Regions from separate parts of the Gossypium hirsutum genome. Here region 2 is linked to region 1. Evidence: chromatin contacts called from public Hi-C data. All regions are on one chromosome and are shown on one strand. Each heading gives the region's core, a stretch centred on a gene start, on an enhancer-like site or on the middle of the called end of the contact. The rest is flanking DNA. Distances are from core to core; before and after follow the strand shown.

What was found. A called contact is a pair of places that touch in the nucleus more often than the background predicts.
Region 2: a contact with region 1 is called in a Hi-C map of hypocotyl, with 3 times the contacts expected there. The contact joins the promoter of LOC121209898 here to the promoter of LOC107897146 in region 1. A contact is called at or near these places in 4 of 34 Hi-C or Micro-C datasets (hypocotyl and leaf).

The regions. Positions count from the first base shown.
Region 1 is chrA11:29,870,962-29,878,918 of Gossypium_hirsutum_v2.1, reverse strand. LOC107897146 (serine/threonine-protein kinase SRK2I) reads left to right here and starts at 2,804. Exons shown (of 9, transcript XM_016822505.2): 1 at 2,804-3,269; 2 at 3,601-3,675; 3 at 3,761-3,862; 4 at 3,954-4,007; 5 at 4,092-4,184; 6 at 4,452-4,550; 7 at 5,126-5,230; 8 at 5,318-5,416; 9 at 5,614-6,278. The coding sequence starts at 3,099. The coding sequence ends at 5,901. LOC107897136 (probable disease resistance protein At5g66900) reads right to left here. Exons shown (of 5, transcript XM_016822486.2): 3 at 7,866-7,957; 4 at 7,552-7,766; 5 at 6,517-7,458. The coding sequence ends at 6,623.
Region 2 is chrA11:30,157,519-30,165,475 of Gossypium_hirsutum_v2.1, reverse strand. It overlaps LOC121209898, which reads right to left and starts at 3,623. Exons shown (of 2, transcript XM_041081795.1): 1 at 2,948-3,623; 2 at 1-1,973. The coding sequence starts at 3,298. The coding sequence ends at 1,575.

The DNA.
Region 1 (7,957 bases), core at 1,555-4,054:
TTAGTTTATTTATTAGGAACTCTATTCAATGTATGGCAAGATGTTAGAACAACTTCTCCCTAAAAACCTTGTCCAAGACTTGAATATGATAACATTGAATTTACTATTTTAATCAAGACTCATTTTTCCTTTCAACTATACCGTTTTGTTGTGGTGTGTAAGGGGCTGAAACTTGATGGACAATTCCAGTGGTCAAAATAACTTGGATTATAGTATTCTCCACCTCTATCTGATCCTAAGCACTTGATAAATGATTCACACTGAAGTTCAACTTCAGATTTATAGACTTTAAATTTATCAAGCGCTTCATCTTTTGAATACAATAAATATACATAACATTATCTAGAACAATCATCAATAAAAATAACAAAATATTTCTTTCCACCTAATGTAAGAGTATTTTACATGTCACATAAATCACTATGTATCAAATCAAGCAATTTTGTTTTCCTTTTAACCTTAGGGAAAAGGTTTCTTATAATTTTAGTCAACATACATGTATTGTATTTTTTTAATATTATTATTAAAAACAGGAATTAAATCTAACTTATACATGTCATTCAATTTTTCATGATTCAAATGACCTAATCTATAATGCCATAAATAAAAAGATTCAACCATATAAGCAGAAATAGCATTTTTATTCTTATTAATAATATTGAGTTTGAACATACTCTCATACATATACCCTTTCCCTACAAAAATTCCTTTCTTAGACAAAATAAACTTATCTTTCTCAAAAACAAGTTTGAAACCAAATTTATTCAATAGACTTCTAGACACATAAATTCTTCTTAACTTCTGGTACATAATATACATCATTTAAGGTTAAAACCTTTCCAGAAGTGAATTGTAGTTCAAGAGACCCATTGCTTTTGATTGCTGCGGTGGTGGAAGAATTTCTCATGTACAAGATATTGACATTTTCACATTGTGTGAACGTTGTGAACATGGTTTTATCTTTGCACACATGTTTGGTTGCTCCGGTATCAATCCACCATGTATTATCATCTTGTGCCATATTAATATCAGATATCATTACAACGAACTTTTCATTATCATCAGCCTTAGAAGATGATTTCTTTTTTAAAAATCGACATTCATCCTTGAAATGTCCCGGCTACCACAATGATAGCATGAGCCCTTTTGTTTCTTTTTGAACTTAGGTGCTCTATTGGTCTGTTTGAATTTTCTCTTGAATGGTTTAGTAGTCTATACTTCCTCCGTAACAGGCACTTTCGCATTTTCAGAATTTAGATTTTGATCTTGCTTTCGGTATTCTTCTTCTATACGAAGATGATTTGCCAAAGCCTCAAGAGATATTCCCTCTCTTATGTTTTAGACTTTTTTTAAAGTCTTTCCAAGATGGAAGAAGTTTGTCTATTATAGAGGATACAACAATCATTTCATCCATTTTCATATCATATTGCTTAAATTAATTCAACATCTTTTCAATATCACAGAATTGTTCCATAACAGAACGACCATCGACCATTTGATAATTATTGAAACGACTGACAACAAATTTATTACTTGTAACATCTTTGGCCATGCATCTTGTCTCCAATTTTCCCATAATTCTTTAGCGGTGACCTCATTTTGGTATGTGTCGAACAAACCATCAGATAAACCATTTAATATGTGCCCCATGGACATGTAATTAGCATTGTCCCATTTTTTCCTTTCTCAGGTTGTAGCAACAAATCCGTTTTCATTCTCTTCGAGTCTTAGAGTATCCAAAACATAAGCAATCTCAAAGTTGATAATAAGAAGTGCATCTTTTTCTACCATTGTCGAAAATTGCCACCATCAAACCGATCAAGTTTGACAAAGTTGGAAGTCAACTCCCTTAGTGCTCCACTTTCATGTGTTGTGGTAGTCATCATGAAATATAACCTTAAAATTGTTAGTCTCTAGAGAGGAAAATCTCGAACATATGAACAAAATTCGAACAAAAAAAGGAAATAGGACAAGGCTCCAAGGCGTGTATCAAGCCACTATTTTTAAGGTTATATTTGCCCCCACCTATCTTTGGTGTGCAAATGAGTTCCAAGCAAATTAACCTCGAGGATACAATGAAGCTAATGACTATTTGCATTTTGCACTGACAAGAATAGACCACTAAGCACTAAGCAATGTATAGCAAGAAACTCAATTTCTATAAAGAATTTCTGCAATAACTCTTTATAGAACAATCTAATAATATTAGAAAATGAGAAGGATAGAAAGAACTTTTAGAACTTGTTGGTGTGATTTCCAAATGAAATCTCATTCCTATTTATAGGAATTTTCATGTCTCTTCATAAAGATATCTTTCAATAGGTTCCTTTATTAATAAATAAATAATAATAATTATTCATTTAATTTTATAACTATTCAAATAATATTATTTGAATAGTTATAATTCTTTTTAAAAAATCAAATGATTTAACTTTTGACCAATGACCAAAAGATTTATCTTTTGATTAATTATACCCATTCATTTATAGTTATAGTTATTGAAATACTATAAATATTTGAAAATATTCCAACATTTTTAACATACCCCATGTCAAATCTAAACTAATATTTAACGATGAATTAACGGCTAAGCTGATAGGACCTAATTGATACAATACTTTAATACTTTGAGAACTCAATTACAATAATTTGAAGTTCAAGGACCAATACATAGTTAGGGGATTTTTTATGAAATTAGCCGTCAAAGATATGAGCATTAGGGATATTTAAGTCATTAAGGCTTCATCCAAGTTGCGATTAAAAAGATAAATTAATAAATTAATAAAAGGAAAAAGGTCAAACTTTAATCCACAAATAATAAGGCAAAAGCAGCCATCAATCCAACTGGTTACCCCCACTAAGCAACCACCTCCAAACCATGCCACATTTCTCTTCTCCATCTTTCTTGGCGTTATCGCTTTCCTTCACAGAAAAGTCGTCCCCTCCTTCCTTCACTGTTGCAGAACCACTCTATTAATCCCCGATCAACTTAAAACGCTTTGTTCTGTTCTCCAACTCCTTCAACTCAGTGACTCACCTATATAATAATAACTGCGTCCCTTCTTGAGGCTCTGTTCGTTGATGTTGTAGCGAGAAAAATGGATCGGGCAACAGTCGGACCGGCTATGGATATGCCGATCATGCACGACAGTGACCGTTACGATTTCGTTAGAGATATTGGGTCGGGTAATTTTGGAGTAGCCCGGCTTATGAGAGATAAGGTTACCAAGGAGCTTGTTGCTGTCAAGTATATCGAGAGGGGCGATAAGGTTAGTTTGTGTAAATTCATACACACAACCATGGCCCCTTTTTTTAGTTGTACTTGTTTTCGTCTATTTATAGAAATAAATTTGTACTTATTGAAGATAAACTGGTAAAAGTCTTCTGTTTATGTATTTTCAATTTTTTTTCTGATATTAAATTTGTTATTTTTGGAAATGTCCTATGTGATATTTTTTTGTTAATATATTATTCTTCCAAAAAGAAACCCCACCGGTTTTCTGCTCTCTCAAATCTCAACTTATTAAATTCCCTTCCCATATTCGGATTAATAATTTCTAAGGTTCTGATTAAAATTTGTGCTTCCTCGCCTTTGTACAGATAGATGAACATGTTCGAAGAGAGATTATTAATCATAGGTCATTGAGGCATCCCAATATTGTTAGATTTAAAGAGGTAAGGTTAATGGTTAAATACCTGCATTTTTTACAATTTCTCATTTTTTTGTAAAAATTAAGGTAATGTATATTTGTTACCTCAGGTTATCTTAACACCCACTCATCTTGCCATTGTAATGGAATATGCATCCGGGGGAGAGCTTTTCGAGCGAATTTGTGCTGCTGGTCGATTCAACGAGGATGAGGTTCCTTTCTTTTTCAGTTACTCTAAGAACCCTTTTGTTTATTTGATGTTTTTGTTCTATTACTATATTAATTTTTTTTTTTTGGGTGCAGGCTCGTTTCTTCTTCCAACAACTTATATCTGGTGTTAGTTATTGCCATGCAATGGTTGTTATAATTTTCCCTTTTATTAATTTCTCAACTTGTATTTGTGAATTATTCTTGCTATATGATTTCTTTGTCTTGATGAAGCAAGTATGCCATCGTGATCTGAAGTTGGAAAACACTTTGTTGGATGGGAGTCCTGCTCCTCGACTTAAGATATGCGATTTTGGGTACTCTAAGGTATATAAATTGCTGGAACCCTTGTTGATATCTCCCATCATTCAAGGAGTTAATGGTATAGAAGTTATATTCTGTGGAATGGTTGTCCTTACTATAAATTGAATTATCATTACTTTTTGCTTAAGAAATCTTGTGCTCATTTGCTGGTCTTGGAATAGTTCTTGTTTGTTTTGGTATATTTGGGTGAAATAACTTACGGCTTTATGGTATCCAATAATCTGAATTGTATCCAAGTTCATTATCATGTTTATTGTTTGATTGTCTCAGTCTTCAGTTCTTCATTCGCAACCGAAATCTACTGTTGGAACTCCTGCATACATTGCTCCTGAGGTACTCCTAAAGCCAGAGTCCCAATACGATGGCAAGGTATATTTACAGGAGAGTTCAAATTTTGTTTAAAATGTCAGTTTCCTGTTCACATGATGCAATTCCTGGTTTAAGACTTATGAGGTCAATATTTGTGTGTTTCGGTCAAGTGACATCAAATTGATGGTTTCCATCTCTTTGTTGATTTAAAACTTCAGTTTAACTTTCCATAGCTTTTGCGATAGCATTTGCAAAAGATGCCGGCTTTTAAATGATATGTTGGATGGATCTGGTTAACTTTTAATTATTTAATGTGAGGATTAGGTTTATATTACTTGTACCTTTTTGACTATTGGATATTGTTAGGGACAACATTAGTATTGGTGAACTTGGTTTCTTGTTTTTTTAATACGGTCAGCTGCAACTAGAGAGCGAAGCCTGTATAGTAGTTTATTCCTTGATGACTAGGAACAGGCCTTATAGTTGCAGCATATTTCTTGAACAATAGATAATTTATTGAGGCAAACAAAAGAATGTCAGAGAGAGCTTGTATCACCTGATACTCTCTTATGCATCTTTGTCCAAGTGAGTAGATTTTGTGAATATTGTTTTATGTTATTGTCTGGTGATATCAGACTGCTGATGTATGGTCATGCGGGGTTACGTTGTTCGTAATGCTGGTTGGGGCATATCCTTTTGAGGATCCTGACGAGCCGAAAGACATTCGGAGGACAATACAAGTATACCACTGTATCTTGTTATTGCATTAATCTCATTTTTACCCCAAATACATCAATCGGCTGATCTCTTTTATTGGGTCCATGCAGAGAATTATCAACGTACAGTATTCAATTCCTGATTTTGTCCAAATATCTCCTGAGTGTCGGCATCTGATTTCGAGGATTTTTGTTGCAGATCCTACAGCTGTGAGTAATTTCTACCTATATTCAGTTCCAAATTGTTCCTTGATTTTTCAAAGCTGAACTTTTTTATTTTGGGACATGAACACCCAAGAAAAGAAAGAGAGGGACTTATGATTAAAGAGGGAGGTGCCTTCCTTTGCCAACCACCATTACTCAAAATGCGATTAAGCCTTCTGATATTGGTTTATATTTTGTAACAGAGAATTACGATTCCAGAAATTAAAAATCATGCGTGGTTCTTGAGAAATCTCCCTGCTGACTTGATGGATGAGAACACAATGGGTAATCACTTTGAAGAGCCCGATCAACCTATGCAGAGTATTGATACGATCATGCAGATAATTGCTGAGGCCACTATTCCAGCTGCTGGAGCCCATGGCTTAAACCATTTAATGGTAGACAACCTTGATGATGAGGACATGGATGACTTTGATTCTGAATCTGAGCTTGATGTTTATAGCAGCGGTGAGATCATCTATGCAATGTAATATGAAGAAGAAAACTTCTCTCCAATGTTGCAGTTGATTCAGGCATGTCACAGCTGCAGAGGGTGGTAAGATGCTGGTAAAGTATCAGAGAGGAAGTGGTAGTGAAGTTGTACAATGGTGGTCCCATGGTCCATCGAGTCCATTCTGTTCATAGCATGAAGCTTTATACAAATCTATTAAAGAATTGGTATTAATACCACTCAAGGGAGGATCACCAGGAAAAATAGATTGTATATTGGATGATCATTACCCCAACTTCCACATCCCGTTTCCATTAAGCTGCTGTTGATTTGTTGTTTTAGTTTTGGCATTAGTCGTGTACGATATACTTGGTTCTGTTTCTTGTAGTGAATATATACATATGTTTACTTTGTGTATTGATTTGGCATGCTGCAGATCCATTCAGAGATCAAAACTTAATATTTATTGGTACTGTTATGTAACCATCACATCTTCAGAGTTTTATAAGAAACTACTAACTATGCCCATATTTAAATTCATTTAGAATGTTTTTTCAAATTCGATCATTGCTCACAAGTTAGAAGTTCTCTTGATTTGTACTAGGGGTATATGTTATAGCTTTACTTTGCTCAGTGATGAGATATTTGTGTTATATGACATGAAAGCGTGGATTCAATCCACATCTCTTTTCTCCCTAACTACAATTATTACAAAAAAAAGAAAACCCCAAGGATACTGCGAGATACATGAAAAGAGGAGATTATACAAATATCTGAAGCCAATTTAAATTGATATCTTGTTCATGAACTGTTACCTTTAAATTAGTGAGATAAGATTTGAGGAACTCCCACTGGTAGGCAGTCTCCTCATCACATATAACGTCCTTCAAATGTTGAAGCTTCGTGATTGTTGAAGGTAAGTTACAACTAGAGCACCCTCTCATAGAGAGCTTCGTTAGATTGTGCAGTTCACCGATCCGGGTAGGCAAGTTTTTGATGCTTAGACAGTCAGAAATGTCAAGAATAGTGAGCTGGGACAAGCTCCCAATGGTCTCAGGCAACGCCATGAGGTCAGTACAGGATGTTAGTCTCAAAACTTCCAAGTTTACAAGCTTTCCAATGCCTTCAGGCAGTGCACGGAGCTTGTGGCAATTGGTGATACTAAGCTTCATCAGTTGAACAATATCACACAACCCTTCACCCAGTTCCATCAGATCATCACAATAGTCTATGTCGATTTCCAAAAGATTTGGAAAATTATCTGACATTTTGTTTGTGCCCTTTTCAAAAGCCTGACTGATATTACACATGACCAAGGATATTTTTCGCAGATTCTTTAGCTGAAACGAGCTCGTACTGAAGGATGGAACCGAAACCTTCTCTAATCTAATTCTCTTTAGATTGGATAAAGAATACACAAGCTGAAAGTTACTTACTTCTGCTGGGTAAATACTATTGTTCATGGCAATCAAAACCTTCAATTTATCCATTTTCTCCATGAAGACCGGTAAGACATAGTTCTTTGCCCGAAAATTGAGAACTAAAACCTCAACTTCTGGTGCTTGAATGTAACCCCAATTGTATGAGAATGTTTCATCTGTGAAAACCAATTGCATGAGAAGTTGGTGGAAGGACATAAATTTCTTGGTTGTGTATGTCTATGAAAGTTGGGGAGGTAGAGATAAACAACCTGTGGAGATAGAGAAGAGGTGAGCACCAAGTGGTTGCTGCTTCTCTTCCAACCACCAATTCGGGAAATTGTTTCTGCTTAATTCTACAATTATCCGTCTTCTTTGTTCTATGGGATTGAAGCTGCTCTGATAGATAGCGAGCTCTCTTAGAAGATCATGCTGCATGACAAAGTGATCGTTGTAGAAGCTATCAGCTTCACTTGCATCATCTTTCCTGTTGAATAAGCACCAATAGTTCAGTAGAGATTCAAACGCTGTAACATAAACAATGGTTTATGGCCTATCTGATAAAAGTAGGAACCAACTAGCATACCTCATGACTACAAGATTAACCAGATTTCTGATGGAGAGTTCATGGAGTTTGATAAAGGCATCACAATCTTCATCAAGTTGGTATTGCTCCAC
Region 2 (7,957 bases), core at 2,374-4,873, 290 kb before region 1:
TTTCAGCTCATTTATCATGTCAATATTGCTTCTAATAATAAGTAGATCATCGACATACACAAGTAATACAACTATATTACCCCCTTATCGTTTTGAAAATAAAGAGTAATCATATTTGCTTTGTGTATAACCCCTTCGTAACAACACCTCAGTGAGTTTTAAGTTCCATTGTCTCGAAGCTTGCTTTAAACCATATAAAGATTTGAGCAGACGACATACCTTACGCTCCCCTTGTGTGTGAAAACCATCCGGAATGTCTATATAAACTGTTTCACACAAACCCCCTTATAAAAAGGCATTATAGACGTCCATTTAGAAGAGAGGCCAAGCATGGATTGTAGCAAGAGCAACAACAGTCCGGACAGTGACATGTTTGACAATAGGGGAAAAGGTCTCTTGAAAGTCAATTCCAGCTTGTTGATTGTAGCCTTTACCGACCAGACGAGCCTTAAAATGTTCAACGGTGCCATCCGAATTATAATTCACCTTATAGACCCATTTGCAGCCAATGGGAACGACACTAACAGGTAAAGAAACCACCTCCTACGTACTATTGGCTTCCAAAGCCCAAATCTCTTGTTGCATGGCATCGACCCACTGGGGATCCAATATAGCTTCAACATAGGTTTGGGGTTCAATTAATGTAGAAATAGTTGCTGTAAAGTGTTGTGTATGAATAGGCAAATGTAAGGCAGAATAAATAGAAGAAATGGGATAAGAACCTACTACAAGAGAGGTAGAAGGTTGGTTGGAGCAGACGTAATCTCTCATCCAAGCAAGCGTCTTGATAGCTCGTGTGGGACGACGGAGTGGGGGAAAAGAAGCATCATAAGCGGAATCGGGTGCAATGGGTGAAAGGGTAGAAGAAGGAGCAAACATAACGGATGATGGGGAAGGAATAGAAATGGCAGGCAAAGGCTCTAGATGAAGAAAGGTAGAATCATCAGGTGCTGTAGGAAAGGACAAAAAATGATTGGTAGAAAAGGCAAAAGGAAATATATTTTCATGAAAGACAACATCACGATTAACAAATAAGGTTTTGGTTTCAAGATTGAACAATATGTAACCTTTCTGAACAAGTGAGTATCCCATAAACACAGACGGAATAGCCGTAGGAGAAAATTTACCACGATAATTTGGGGTAGTAGCATAGCAGAGACAACTAAAAACTCGTAAATGAGAAAGGTTTGGAGGTTTACAATACAAAATTTCAAAAAGACTTCCAATGTAATAAAGGAGTGGGAAGCCGATTTATCAGGAAACAAGCAGTTAACACACATTCGCCCCAAAATTTATTAGGCATATGAGAATGAAACTTAAGTGACCGAGCAACATTAAGTAAATGTCTATGTTTGCGTTCAGTGACTCTATTTTGCTGAGGAGTGTGAACACATGAACTTTGATGTATAACCCCAAATGTAGTGAAAAACTCAGTGCATTCGGCTTTAAAAAACTCATAGCCATTATCATTTCGAACAATTTTAATGGTAGTAGAAAACTAATTTTTTACCAAGGCAAAAAACTGTTTAAGACATACAAGGGAATCACTTTTAAATCGTAGCAAATACACCAAGTCATTCGTGAGTATCATCAACAAGAGTTAAAAAATATCGATGGCCATTATGAGTAGAAACATGATAAGGCCCCCATAAATCGATATGAATAAGAGAAAAAATAGTGTCAACACGAGATGTACTTATTGAAAATGAAAGTCGAGGTTGTTTAGCAAGAGGACACACAGGACACTGTGAGATACTATCACTATTTGCAACCGTACAGGGAAGATTAGACACATTGTTCAACCTTGAAATCGAAACATGGTCAACTCTGGCATGCCAAAGAAATGACGGCTCGACAGAAGCAGCCGAAGCAACAGATGGAGATGGAACCACACTATGCAGTCGATACGACTCTAGGATGTAAAGACCACCTCGTGCTTTACCAATCCCCCTTATTCTTCCACTGGAGAGGTCCTGCATAAGACAAAAATGAGGGTAAAATGAGACAACACAGTTCAGGTCATTAGTAAGTTTAGAAACCGAAAGAAGATTGTAGTGGAAATTTGGAATATAGAGAGCTTTGGTGAGGTGAAGGTCAAGTTAAATGGTGCAGGTGCCAACATGAGTAAAGGAAACAGAAGAACCATTTGGAAGTTGAACACAAGGTAAGTTCGATTCACATGCAACAGGAGATTCTAAAAATTGGAAATCAAAAAGCATGTGGTCAGTGGCTCTAGTATCCAAAATCCAATTGTGACCAGCATCAACCATACCTGCCAAATTTTTGACAGTTTCAACAGTAGGCTCCTTGTTTAACAGACTTAAAACCTAATGATATTGTGCTTCAGTGAACATAGGTGCTTGTCTAATAGTAGGTGTTTCCATATTCACAGGTACACCATTTGCATTTGTAGGAGCATTAACAGATGCATTGTTCACCACAGATCCACCATTGTTGGCCTTTTTCTTGGTAAATTTAAAATTGGCAGGATAACCAATTATCCGACAGCAGTTTTCTCTTTTGTGTCCTTTAATTTTGCAATGGTCACAAGTTCCTGTGAAACGCTTCTTTTGTACCATGCTGGCCGAGTGAAAGGAAATAGGATCAGGCCCAACACTGCTAGAGTTATGGTGCCGTTGGGACTCCTCTTACATAAGCATTGAATAAGCATGATTGAAAGACGGTAATGCACTCATTAATAGAATTTGACTACGTACTGCATTATACGTTTCATTCAAACCCATTAGAAATTGAAATAATCACTGCTGTTGAATACGTTCAATGTTTTGTCTAGATTGAGCATATCCGCATGAAGGAGAAGACATGAGGATATCATATTCATCCTACAACGTACGCAACTTGGTAAAATATACAGAAACAGAGGTAGTACGTTGCAAATGTGAGGAAATTTCTCGATGCAAAAAAAAAAGATTCGAGAACTTTCAACCTTGTTGAATCTTTCACCAAGATTGCTCCACATTACCGATGCACTAGACGCAAAAATAATTCCGGCCAAAAGCTCTTTACTAATGATATTCAAGATCCATGATAGAACAATGGCATTACATCGTTCCCACTGATAACCCAACTCATCTAGTATTGAATCTTTAGTGCAAGTTCCATCGACAAACCCCAATTTATTTTTGGCTAGTAGTACAATCTTCATGGTGCGATTCCATGCACTGTAATTCTCAGCTCCGAGCAATTGATGCGATACTAGCAAGGTACCGGGAGTATCTGAAGGATGCAGGTAAAAATGATGATTAAAATCAATGACAGACTCAGAAGGAGTCACCATTTTTCAGAATTTCTGACGTTAGAGAAGAAAACCGACAAGAATGATGCCGGAAGCCAAAAAAAATGAGCCCTAGGAAAGCAACAAGACTCTGCCCTAATACTTTGTTTGGGCCTATAAAACCCAATCAAGAATAACTACAACAATTTTCTAGCCCCAAAAAAAAACCAAGATCAATCTTGCAAACCGGAACTGAGGCGTCTAGAAGCAGTTCTTTGAGCAACTGTGAATAGCTGACAAAACGATGATCAGAGATTGCCAGAATAACGACGATTACCAAGCTCTGATACCATGTTGAAAAATGCTCAAAAATAATACGAAGCATCGAGTTACTTTATTAAGAGATATCCAACAAATGTACATCTATTCAAACTTATAGAGCTCATGCTAACTAATCTAACAGACTAAACTAACTAACTAACAATTAACCTCTTTCTCAACATATAAAATAACATGTTTGGAGTAAAGTACATGCTGAATTTTTTATGCATGTTGAGGAGTATTAAAATGAGCTTTAAGATAGTTCATTATGAGTTTCAAGGTGTTGTCCAAAAATTCAGATTTAATGCTATTCAAATATTAATAATTAAATTTCACTAAAAAATATTAATGGTTAAGTATGACTCTTATTTTAGTTGATAAATAATCTTTCAATTAAACTTTGTTTATTTGTTTCAATTAAACTCTGATTAGTCTAAATTATTTTATTATTATTTGACCTATGAATTTAGCCTATAAATAGACTCTTTAATAACCTTGAACATACACCCATTAGATATTAGAACTCATAACACTTTTAGAGAATTTGTGTTTACGTTTTGAAGGTTCTTTGTTTTCGGGTTTTCAAAGTTTAGTTTTTATCTCAATCTTTTGTACTCTTTATTATTTTGCCATTATAGTAAAATTATATTTGCCCGTGGTTTTTTATTCTCTTTGGAAGGAGTTTTTCACATTTAATTTATGAGTTCAATTTCTCAATTTCTTCCACTAGTTTTACTTATTTGTTGCTTAATCGGGTTGATCCCCAACAAGCAGTATCAGAGCTAGTTCAATTTTTATATATCAGCTCGTTCAGAGATGGCAACAATAAAATTTGAAATTGAGAAGTTCAATGCTATCACAAATTTCAATCTATGGCAAGTTAGGATGATGAAATTCTAGTTCAAACCGACCTGAAAACGGTTGTTATCGAGAAAAAAGCCTGAGAATCTAAATCAAGCAGAATGGGAATATCTTGATGAAAAGGCTTTGTCTGCGATCCAGTTGTGCCTTGTGAATACTGTATTGTAGGAGGTATTGATAGAGAAGACCTCATCCGCCTTGTGGAAAAGGTTAGAAACTCTTTATGCCGCTAAGTCTCTAGCTAACCGTTTAGTGTTGAAATAACATCTATTTACGTTTCTCATGAACGGAGGTGAGTTTCTTAGAGATCACATCAATCAATTCATTACTATTTTAAATTATTTAAAGAACGTTAAGGTTTAGATTGACGATAAAGATCATGCTATGCTATTATTGTGATCTTTACCCCATTCATACAAGTTTTTCAGGGAGACTCTGATTTATGGCAGAGACAAACTCTCGTTCGAAGATGTGAAGGGTCATTTGTTGAGTAGAGAAAAACTCGACAATGAGTTTGGTTCGGATAGCAACGCAGATAAGCAAGCTTCTGTTTTGGTAGCATCAAAGAAGTGAGATAAAAGATGTCACTATTCTAAGAAGTTAGGTCACGTCATAGCAGATTATTATAAACTACGAAATAAAAAGACTACTGAGAGTAACGAGGAAGATGTAGCTGGTGCTAATTTGGCCGATGAAAGTGGTGATGACTTTTTGTTAGTGTCAACGAGCGAAAGCTTCGACCTTATGTCCAAGTAAATCTTAGATTCGAGATGTTCTTTCCACATGTGTCCTAATAGAGAATGGTTCTCTACATACAGTTTGGTTGAAGGTAGAGTTGTGCATATAGGAAACGATTTATCTAGTAAGGTAATTGGTATTGGTACTATTAAAATTAGGATGAGACGACTAGGACACTCTTGAATGTTAGGTATATACCTGATTTACAAAAGAATCTTATCTCCTTGAGTATTTTAAACTCAAAAGGATACAAAATTAATATCGAGTTGAGCGAAATTAAAATATCTTGTGGAGCTCTCATTTTGTTAAAAGGTAAAAGAATCGACAGTCTTTATATTTTGAAAGGTTCTACAGTGACCGATGAAATCAGACATCCTTCGTTCATTATGGAGTCGAAGTCAACTCATTTGGAGAAAAGGTAACTTGGTCATAGGAGGGAAAAAAGTATGACTGTTTCGTTAAAGAGAGGTTCGCTTTTCGATGCAGGTTTTGAAAAGTTAGGGCATTGTGTTTGTGAAAATTAGACCCGAGTTAGTTTTGATTTGGCAGTGTACAAGTCAAGGGCTAGAAGTCTTCTAGTTTCTAAACATAGATTCGACTCAGTTAATTCCCTGCATAATTCAAGATAGGTCTGTGGCAGACTTTGGCAAAGATGACGTTGTGGAAATATGAGTCAAGGTGGAGATTTGTTAAGTATGACTCCTATTTCAGTTAAATTTGAGAAATAATCTTCTAGTTGAACTCTGTTTATTTGTTTCAATCAAACTTTGATTAGTTTAGATTATTTTATTATTATTTGACCTATGAATTTAGCCTATAAATATGTTCTTTTATAACCTTAGAACATACACCCATTAGATATTAGAACTCATAACACTTTTAGAGAATTTTGTGTTTGCATTTTAAGGGTTTTTTGTTTTCATGTTTTTGAGGTTTAATTTTTATCTCCATATTTTGTACTCTTTATGCTTTTGCTATTATAGTAAAATTATCTTTGCCTGTGATTTTTTATCCTCTTTGAAGGGGTTTTCCACGTTAAATTTGTGTGTTCAATTTCTCCATTTCTTCTGCTATTTTTACTTGTTCATTGCTTAATCGAGTCGATCCCCAACATTAATAATTAAATTTAAGTAAACAGGTACAAGTTGATAGGATAAAAGGGAACTTAGTTGCCTAGAAATTAATTATTATTGTATGGAGAGGAGGTAAATTTATTGGGTTGTGGCTGTTACTTTGATGGATAAATGTTGTAATATTGTATTAATTAATTGGTGATTAATGTGATACAAACGAATGAAGTTCATGCTGTTCGAAATCGATCAGCTGAATTAATTCAATTTTTGCAAATTTGAGCCAATAAAGGTTGAAAGTTTGAAGTGGTCGAATGCCCTGCCTAAGTGGATTAAATATGTCCAAATTTAATCCGGTCTTTACACTGGGTCGTAGTTGTGATGCTCAAAACAAGACAAGAATTTATGTGTTTGAATATAGAATAATTACCGATAATATTGATATATTATTATTAACAACTCATAAGCTTAAGTTTATACGAGCATTGTGTACTTGAAATGTTAAAATTATATATTTATCTTGCTGACTGGGTAAATAGAATGAAATGCTTTACGAGCAACAACTTGATTATATTTAATTGCAAATTTATTGTTGAGACAACCATGTTGAATGCGAATTATTTGAGCTAAATGTGTCAGATACTACTCAATGTTTGAAATATGGAAGGTTGGCTGTCAAGTTATAGTAAAGTTGTTAAGGTCTGACTTTTTTTTACCATGTTAATTGTCGTCCGATTTAGGCAAATTATAATGGAAGTTGCATTATTGAGTATTATGTTTAATTTGTCCAAATCTTGTTGTCTGATCAACCTTATACATATTAAAACACAACATTTCTACAGGCATTTGAATGCTTTAACATTGGTGATCGAAACAACCACTATAAGTGCAAGTTATGGCATAAATGCAAAGTGTTTTTGAGCCTAGTAGGCTATTTAAGGACAGTTTATTTGTTGTATTTATGTTGTCCAATTTGTGAGACCAATGAGGCTGCCCGAATTGGCATTAAGGATGTTGTTTGTTGGTGCAAATTCTGGTTTTCCATATGAGGTTTAATGCTGATCATTTGATGTGTGTAATATAATCAAATTGGTGATTTTAAAACTGAAAATTTAGTGAATAATGAGGCTGTTTGAACGGTAATGAAATGGTGTTTGTCTAGGATATAATTATGCTGTCCAATATGTATAAACAGGGCCGTCCATTTTGTGCATAATAGGGTGGTCCGAGTACATGTATTAAAATGCACTATTAATTATTGTCTAAAAATAATTATTAAATTGACTATTGTTTAAGAATAAATATTAAGTTGCTGCTCAGAAGTGCATGGCTAGGAAACAACCAAGTTAATACGTGTAATTGTCAATCGGATTACATGCTTGGCTGCTGTCCGAATTGGTGTCTTAATGATTTTGAATGTGTATTTTATGTTGTTCAAATGTTGTAGAATGTCTTTCTTAAATGTTTTAAATGCTCATTTTTACACTGTCCGAAACTGGTGTACTGTTATGAGTTGAAATGTTTGGGATGTGATTGTCCAAACGTTAATTTAAAAATAACAAATTAATCTTTTATTAAAATGGTGTTAATGTACTGAAGTTGGGAGTTAGCATAGTAAGCTAATGTTGTCCAAATAACAATGTATCTTGTGTTAAATTTAAAGGCTGAAAATTATGATGTCCTAAGTTAAAATTAAAAGAAGTTAATGGTTATAATTATGTTGTTATGCTGC